Regions from separate parts of the Zea mays genome. Here region 2 is linked to region 1. Evidence: chromatin contacts called from public Hi-C data. All regions are on one chromosome and are shown on one strand. The core of a region is the stretch at or near the end of the contact, and the rest is flanking DNA. Distances in the headings are between cores, read along the strand shown. Region 1 holds the start of LOC100273984 (O-sialoglycoprotein endopeptidase). Region 2 holds the start of LOC103630105 (leucine-rich repeat extensin-like protein 4).

Evidence for each region. A called contact is a pair of places that touch in the nucleus more often than the background predicts.
Region 2: a contact with region 1 is called in a Hi-C map of ear, with 2.0 times the contacts expected there. The contact joins the promoter of LOC103630105 here to the promoter of LOC100273984 in region 1. A contact is called at or near these places in 6 of 25 Hi-C or Micro-C datasets (bundle sheath, ear, leaf and 1 more).

What each region holds. Positions count from the first base shown.
Region 1 is chr6:140,540,157-140,544,751 of Zm-B73-REFERENCE-NAM-5.0, reverse strand. LOC100273984 (O-sialoglycoprotein endopeptidase) reads right to left here and starts at 2,716. Exons shown (of 4, transcript NM_001148370.1): 1 at 2,100-2,716; 2 at 437-592; 3 at 1-344. The coding sequence starts at 2,687.
Region 2 is chr6:140,726,524-140,730,919 of Zm-B73-REFERENCE-NAM-5.0, reverse strand. It overlaps LOC103630105 (leucine-rich repeat extensin-like protein 4), which reads left to right and starts at 2,379. Exons shown (of 1, transcript XM_008651196.4): 1 at 2,379-4,310. The coding sequence starts at 2,785. The coding sequence ends at 4,110.

The DNA of each region.
Region 1 (4,595 bases), core at 1,467-3,966:
ATTGCATCTGAATGGGTATTATTTAGCACCGGCATCTCCTTCTCTCTCCAAATTGCATGAACTTCATCAGTTCGGAATCTTTGTGTAAATGTCGACTCCTCAAGGGGAGTGGTCATGCCATGTGCATACGCCAGTAAACCAGTATATGCAATCATTGCCCCATTGTCTATACAATAGCGGTCATCAGTTGCAAACAGCCTACCCCCTCTTTCTGAGCACATAATCTTCATCATCTCCTGTAAACGTTCGTTGCAACCGACGCCACCAACAATAAGAACGTCCTTTGAATCACAGTGTGCCATGGCACGTTCAGTAATTTCGACAAGCATGGCAAAGATAGTTTCCTGAGAAATTAGGACTTTCATCAGTGTCACTGTCAAGAAAGCATAACCAATTATTATCCACAAGGGGGGAAAGTTTAAGAGCATGCAAGTACCTGCAATGAGTAGCATAGGTCCGCAGGTGTGCACTCATTATTTTTAAGCTTTTCAATCGCCGCAGCTTCAATAAAGCTCAATATGCCACTGAATGACACATCCATACCCTTCACAACATAAGGGACATCAATGAATTTTTCTCCCTTCTTTGCAAGCTGGACAAGGAAAATAAATACGGTAAATTAAGAAACCAAACTCAAGGATGAGAAAAGAATGTGCCATGTTGTACAAAAACATAAATCTGTTCAAGCTTCAAAGTGAAAATGTCTTCAAAAACAAAACAAAAAAGAAAGAAAGAAAAATGCTAATGGTGACAGCTAATACAATGATGAAGGTAGAATGGTAGATAACAATACCATGTGGAACTACTTCAGAAGTACTCTCTTGAATGATTCACACAGACTAATCCATAGTGTCAACAATGTTAATAATAGTGTCGAAGTTCAATCTTAACATAGGCCAATCAAATGGGGACTTCCTGGGATTATCCTATAAGCTCAAGCCCTATGTATCCAGGGATAAAATGTGAAGGCTTCCAGGGCTCAAAAGCTTATTGTCCATCCATCTACACGACCACTCAAATAATTTAGCACATACAGCCAACCAAACACCATTCAACACATGCAGCCCTACTTCAGACAGTCAGCTAAATTTAGTCTCAATATTCGAATAAAGGTTTGAGAAAAAGGAACATATATAGAATGAAGCTAATTATGACCCCATACTGGTCAAAGTGCTTAAACGACCAAACAACCCATTGGATACATTTGACCTGGCCGTGATACAATAAATGTTCTTCAGCTGTATGTAAAAAGATAAGTTCTGTTGGCTGATTGTATGAGTTGGCAAAATAAGAGTAAGATAGTGTTTGGCTACCTAAATGTGTTAGTTTAAAAGAAAACAAGGAAACATAAGTGATTGCATAGACTGAATAAATCTATGGTGACCTTCATTATGCAAGCAATGTCACACAAAACTAGTCCTACATAAGATCTGCCCAGCATATTATATAGTTCAATACATAAATATAATCAAATGATCGCTATGTTTCAACAAAACATGCTCCCTCTGTCCCAAAATAAAATTCGTTTTAGAGATTTATTGGATTCACACAATACTTGATGAGTCGATGTTTGCGTTTTATATTTGTGCCTAGATTCATCTTCATCCATTTGAATATAGACATAAAAATCAAGAGCTAAAACGACTACTATTTTGGAACGGAGGGAGTATAAAAGTAATCTTGCCCACAAGTACAACACTCCATTATTTGATGGAGGCAACAAACTAGCCACTAAATGTACAGCCAGCATAAATTAAATTGCCTATGAATTTCGTAATGTAGGTTAATTTTTCAATTAAATTCAAGTGGCTAGGGTCAGTAAAAAGTTCAAGAGGTGCCAAAGTTCCACTGATAGCTCCAGGACTCATAAACACCCTTTCATGATAAAATACTCATGGTGCACTAATAACTTTTACCATTTCCCTAACAATTTGCCACCCAGGGCATTTACATGTATGTGATGCAGTCGTCATGGTGACAATACTTCATGCTAGAAAAACACTCACACAAACCAGCATCTATGTGCATATCGCTAGAATTAAACAACATTAAGCAACAGCAATTGGATAACAAAATTGGCATTTGATGGAACAGTTTACCTGCTCGATGTTATACCCGGGGCTAGGGTCATTGGAGAGCTCTAGGACCCTGGCGAATCGGTCAAGGCAGTTCCCGACGGCAATATCAATCGTTTCCCCGAAGATCCTGTACCTCCCCTCGCTGTAGGCGATAACCTGCGTGTTTCCGCCGGAGACGTAGAGTACAACGGGGTCCACGGCCCCAGTGACCGCGCGGCCCATCTCGATGTGCGCAACGCAGTGGTTGACCGCCACGAGAGGCTTCCTCCATAACAGGGAGAGCGCGCGGGCGGCTGCGGCGGCGACCTGGAGAGGGCCGCCCATGCCGGGGCCTTTAGTGTAGCAGACGCATGCGAGGTCAGCGGGGGCCACACCGGACTCAGCGAGCGCGGCGCGGAGGAGAGGGAGGAGGTGCGCGAGGTGGTGCTGCGCGGTCTCCCGGGGAAGGAATCCATGACCCGGCGGTGTCACGTAGGTGTGGCGCGGGTTGGAGAGGATGTCACCCGAGAGGGAGACCACGCCGATGCCGATCTTGTTCGCCGAGGACTCCAGCCCCAGCGCAAGCGGGCCCCGGGGACGGCGGTTCGCCGGGGACGGAGACGAGGACATGGCGGCGGCGGCGCTAGGGTTTTGGAGTTTGTGGAAGAAGACGAATTGGTGAGAACCCGGCTCGCCGCGCGCCTCGAACGTGGAAGTGTACAAGAAACCAGCCCAATTTTGGCCTTAGGGCCCATAATTTCAAAACAACTTAGCCCAGTGGCCCACTGACAGTGGTCGAATTAATGTAAGGTCAGTGGAAAATACGATCTTTTTTTCATGCAACAGTTGCTGAATATGGCCATCAGGCAACGTCATTGTGATAACAATCTAGTGCGAAGGTAGTTGTTGATTGTTTGGAGTTATAATCTGTTAGTTCAAAAGCTGTTGGATTATATAATCTAGATGTATTATAATCTCAAACAAACATCCTATCAACAAACATCCTCTTAGGTGACAATTTATCTCACTTTTTTTTTAAGATTAAGGCCATATTTGTTTACCCTCCACATTATATAATACAGCTTAAATAAATTGAGAGGTAAACAAACAACACCGATTATTAGATGGATTATATAATCTATATACCTAGGTTATAATAATCCATAAGCAGATCAATAAATGTTTATATAATTCATAAACTGGATTATATAATTCTAGAAGGAAATAAACAGAACCTAAGTATAACACAGTTAACTGAGAACCAAACAGGTCCTTAATGATGTCAGCACTTACTCTGATCAATGAATCTTTGTTTGGTAGGAGATGATTCAACCGGTCCGTACCATTGTTTTTACTAACACAAGGGAGACTGCTTAATCTAGCAGTTTACTTCTAATGAGGTTTATTACTCTCAAACACTTTATAAAGTCGTTAACTTCATAGAGGTAATACGGGTGTATGTTTGGAGTCTTAATATACCCCTAGAGTTCACTTTTTTCTTGTGATGGTTGTCTAAGAACAAGCTACTAACTCGTGACAATCTGAGTTTGAGAAGGAAAGTAGAGGACAAATCTTGCTTATTTTGTAGTGAGTCTGTGGATCAGTTTTTCATCTCTTTCTTTGACTGTGTGTTGTAGTTAAATAGCTATCGTGTTGTATGTCTAAAGCTCTAGATAAGAGTGTAGGCGTTGATTTTGTTTCAACAGGGCAAATGTGGCTTAGTGAAAAAAAAAGTTTGTGGTAGATAATATGTTTTGTTGTTGCTGTGGCCCTATGGGGGGCTTTGAAAACTAAGAAACGGTATTTACTTTCAGGGAACTTGCTGGGGACAAGCTGATACAGTTAGCTAGAACCAACTTAACTCGTAAGCTTTTTGAACCAAACAGGAATTATTGTGGGTTGAACCCGTTCTAACCCGCGTCAACCCGTTAACCAAACACACCCTAAGTTTCTTCACCAGAGTGATTCGGACTGGGAGATGACAGGGATCTCGGATGAAAGAAGCCACAAGTCGCCTGGTAGACTACTCGCCGTTGGAAGATGTGTTTGAAAAAGGGAACCTCCGATCCTGTAAATAGTCTTGCGCATTTATACGAAATTGTTAAGGATGCAACGTGAAGTTACAATTGATTGATTTTTTTTCCTAATAGCCCAACCAATCACGTCATACATCATATATGGCTGCAAACTACAGTATGTTCTTTCTTTTGACAGGCTTGTAATTGCTTGTGGGGGGGCGTGTCCTTCACAATCTTGCTGGTCGGAGCCGGCGTGCAAGGGTTTCTATTATATTGTCAATTTGTCAAACTTCGTTCGCTACCGAGTTCATCCTGAAACCTGCATCCCAAGATGGGATGTTTGACACGGAGGAATTTTCAGAGCTCAACAACGTTCACTTTTTCTCCGGATCGCTTTATTTACTCATAGCTGCGCTTGCTATGCAGGTAGCTTGTTGCCCAGCTGAGCAAGCAGACACATCACCCTATACATATAATGGAGGTACTAATAACGCGAGCACGTGCATGATAATTCAATCTA
Region 2 (4,396 bases), core at 1,130-3,629, 190 kb before region 1:
CATTGAAATAATGTCTAAATTTATATCAAAAAAATAGAGTTTATCATTTTCATGTGGTGACTTAAGATTATCTCCATGTGGAAACTTAAGATTATCTTTTTATAAACTATTTATTAATATTGGTGACTTATTTGCAATTTTGAGTCGACGCTACAATATTTTTATGAATTTAATTGTATTTTGATGATTTTCTACAACAAGAAATTAATAATACACCAAATAGCCTAAAAATTTATGAATTTTTACGGGGACACAACATATATCCACATATAGTTATCAAAAACATTTGGACTATAAAATTCACAAGATGTTGGTGTTTCTTCCATTCCACTCCCACTTATTGTGTGAGTTACACGTGAAATCATTTTATGTATCGAAGTTTTAACATAATCAATATTTCACTTATCATTTTCATGTGGTGACTTGAGGTTATATTTGAATAGAATGTTTATTTGTTTTGGTAAGTTTTTTTGCAATTTTGGGTTAAAACTAGTGTATTTTATGAATTTTAATTATATTTTGATGATTTTATGTAGAAAGAAATTAATAATGTACAAATAACCTTAGAAATCCATGAAATTATACTAAGGTACAACATATGGCACATATAGTCATAAAAAATAATGGGACCATAAAATCCACAGGATGTCAACGTTTCTTCTATTTTATTTTCACTTATTGCGTGAGTTATACGTGAAATCACTCTAGTATCCAAGTTTCAACATAATCAATACTTCATTTTACCATTTTTATGTGGGAACTTGAGATTATCTTCTATTAAATGTTTATTATTATTGATAATTTACTTGCAATTTCGTGGTCGAACAAGAATATTTTATGATAACCAATTAATGCATTATCCGACAAGTATCCGATATCCGATCAAATTATATCCGTATCCGTCACTTATCCGCCCGGATAAATATCCGGTCCCTGTATTCGTATCCGTCCCGTTTTGAACTATCCATATCCGATCCTGAATCCGTTTTAAATACATTAGTGTAGGATAAAGGATGAGCTACTATCCGTCCGTATCTGCCCATTTTCACCCCTAGTGGTGGAGCAACTAATTACGTACTTTGTTTGGTTGCCACCAATATAACAGGTGTGCAAACATACATTCCATATTCTTAACATAGAAGAAAACAATACCCCACACAATTGAACAGATCAATTAAACAGACACGTGGCGCAGAGCTCGCATTTACGACTACGCGAGCAAAGAAACTACGACGGTCAAAACTACGGCCGAGAGACATAGCGATTACGTTAAGCGGCTGTGGACTAAAATATTTATCTCAGCATAATTATATTAATTGATATTCATGCAACACGTAAGTAAAATTGACATTAGGTCCTGATTAGTTCTGTACTCGATTAATCATGCACTTTAATTATCATATGCGACCCTAGGTGGATCAAAATGTCGTCGCGCGGCAAAGCGCGCGAGACGACGCATGACCCAAGAGAAATTTATAGTGTTATGACGTGCGCGAAACGGCAAACGACGAGCGCGAAATGTGCCGAAGGCACACGCGCGCTGGAGCTACGCCACAACAGCGACGAGGCTGCGCGCAGGAGCATCGACGCGCACGGGGCAGGGGCCGTGTGCACGGGGCTGCCACCCGAAGGGCCGCACACCGAGTGCTACCGCGTGGGGGGGGGGGGCGGAGGGGCCGCGCTAGGGAGTCTCGCTAGGGGGCCGCCGCCGGGGGCCCGAGGCCGCGCGAGGGGAGGGCGCGCCGAGGCGGGCAGGGGCGCCACTCCGGGGGGCGTCCCGGGGAGGAGGCTTACTACGAGCACGACGAACGGCGGCAACCGCAGCTCTCCAGTGATCCAAGCGAGGGCAAGAAGATAGTGGGAGAGGAGGAAGAGGGAGGGGTGGTTTCTCTCTTCCTTGATCATGGATGCACGGGAGAGGGGAGGGGGAGGCGGTTGGGCGCCCATGGGGGAAGAGGTAGAGAGAGAGGGGTGGTTTCTCTGTTCCTAGATCATGAGTGCGTGAAATGGAAAGTCCAGAATAGATTTATATATTTGTGTCCGAAAGCGTCATGAGCATAGGATAGGTTTCGTTTGTGAGTGATTGTTTCTGTGAACAGTAGTGAACAAAATGCCTGTTAGCCTGTATCATCAGGCAGGCCCTAGACGGTCACGCCGGAATGGCATTGAGAATCAAGAACGTGTTTTATTGCGATCAAGGTTGTCGGTCCAATACAAGGTTAGCCTCATCAAGTCTTGACGTATGTGAGAATGTCAGCGGAATTGGCACCTTCACACCTTGTCGAAAACAGTCAGGTACGTACGTAAATAAAATAAGCAAAAAAAAAACAACTCTTGCACCTTCACCATATGTTCTGTTCTGAAATATGAGGCTATATAAATTCGCTAACCCGTTTTCATGCACTTGCAAGGTTTTACACCGGGGACTAGAACACGGCCCTAGTACTACGAGTACAGGAGTACAGGACACACAGCAATGCTGTCAATGCTGAAGGAACGCCATCAGTCAGGCAGTCCTACACCCATCACGTCCCACTTCCAGCTGTGTTTTCATCAGTGGCAAGAGAGAGAGAGAGTGAGGGAGGGAGGAGCAAACACCACACAGTCAGAGAGAAGGCAGGAGATCAATCAATGTGTTACCAGCCGAGCTGAGCTGATCACCTTTCTGCTCCGGCCACACCCCCCACCGTCCCGTTCTCTCTCACAACAATCACTCTCCTCAGATCTCACAGCCGAAAAGAGAGGAGCTTTAACCGCCGTCTAAGGTCACAGGTACAGGAAGCCATGACCAGGCGGTGGCCACCTTTCTCTGCCCGTGTCGCCGCCGCCGTGTTCCTGCTGCTGCTATCCCCCGCCGCGACCTCCCAGCTCGGCCTGGGCCCCGCCATTGCCGCCTGGATTAACGGCTCGCCGCCGCCTAGCCCTGACGCCGCCGCCGCCGCCGCCGCCGCCGCCTCGGGCCCGCGGAGCCAGGAGTACGCGGCGCTGCAGGCGCTGAAGGTGGCCGTCACCGACGACCCCAAGGGAGCGCTCGCGTCGTGGCAGGGCGCCAATGTGTGCGCCTACAAGGGCGTGTACTGCTCCGCGCCGCCCGACGGCGCCGCGGCCGCCGGCGCGTCGACGGTAGTCGCGGGCATCGACCTCAACCGCGCCAACCTCAGGGGCACGCTCCCCGACGCGGTGTCCCTCCTGGCGCACCTCACCTTCCTCCACCTCAACAGCAACCGGCTCGGGGGCGCCGTCCCCGACACGCTCCGGGACCTGCAGTACCTGACGGAGCTGGACCTGAGCAACAACCTCTTCTCGGGCCCGTTCCCGGCGTCCACGCTGCTCATCCCGTCGCTGGTGTACCTGGACCTCCGCTTCAACGCCTTCTCCGGGGAGGTCCCGCCCGAGGTGTTCGCCAAGGAGCTGGACGCCGTGTTCCTCAACGACAACCAGTTCGAGGGCCAGATCCCGGACACGCTGTGGGCGTCGCCCGCCACGGTCATCACGCTGGCCAACAACCACTTCACCGGCGCCGTCCCGGCGGCCTACGAGTTCGGCGCCGGCGCCGGGGCCGGGGCCGGTGGCCGGGTCCGCGAGGTGCTGTTCCTGAACAACAACCTGACCGGCTGCGTGCCCGAGGCGCTGGGCTTCCTCCCCAGCATGCAGGTGCTGGACCTCAGCTACAACGCGCTGTCGGGACACCTCCCGGGGACGCTCTCGTGCCTGTCGGGGATCGAGGTGCTCAACCTCGCGCACAACCAGCTCACGGGCGAGCTCCCGGACCTGCTGTGCGACCTGCGCCGGATCACCAACCTGTCCGTGTCCTTCAACTTCTTCTCCGGGATCAGCCAGCGCTGCGACCGGCAGCTGGGGAGCCGCGGCGTGTTCGACTTCGTGGGCAACTGCGTGCCCGGGCGGGACATGCAGCGGCCGCAGCCCGAGTGCGACGAGTTCCCGGGGGAAGGCGGCCTCAGCTGCCTCCGCATCCCCGGGGCGCGGCCAGCCGGGTGTGGCGACGCGGGCGTCACTATTGGCGTGGGCGTCGGAGTGGGCATCGGGGGGCTGCCGTTCGGGTTGCCAGGCGCTGCCGCTGGAGGCGTGGTCACCGTCACCGTGCCGTGAGCTGCCGGGGGCACTGCACCTTTGTTTGGTTTTCTTTTTTTTTTTCTTTCTCTTCTTCCTTTTGGGCGGCAATTACCTTCCATTCGGCTCGGCGTAACGTACGCATCGATGGTAATGGGTGAACATTGGTTGGTTCTCGGCTGGTTAATACTCCTGCTACTGTAGTATAATTTCGCCATAGTGTATGCTTGTTTGATCAACATTTTGGCGCACTGCTCGTCTGTCGCTGACGAACTGGGCGGCCAGCTGCAAGCCTGCAACCAAGCATTTGACGATAGGCGGGATT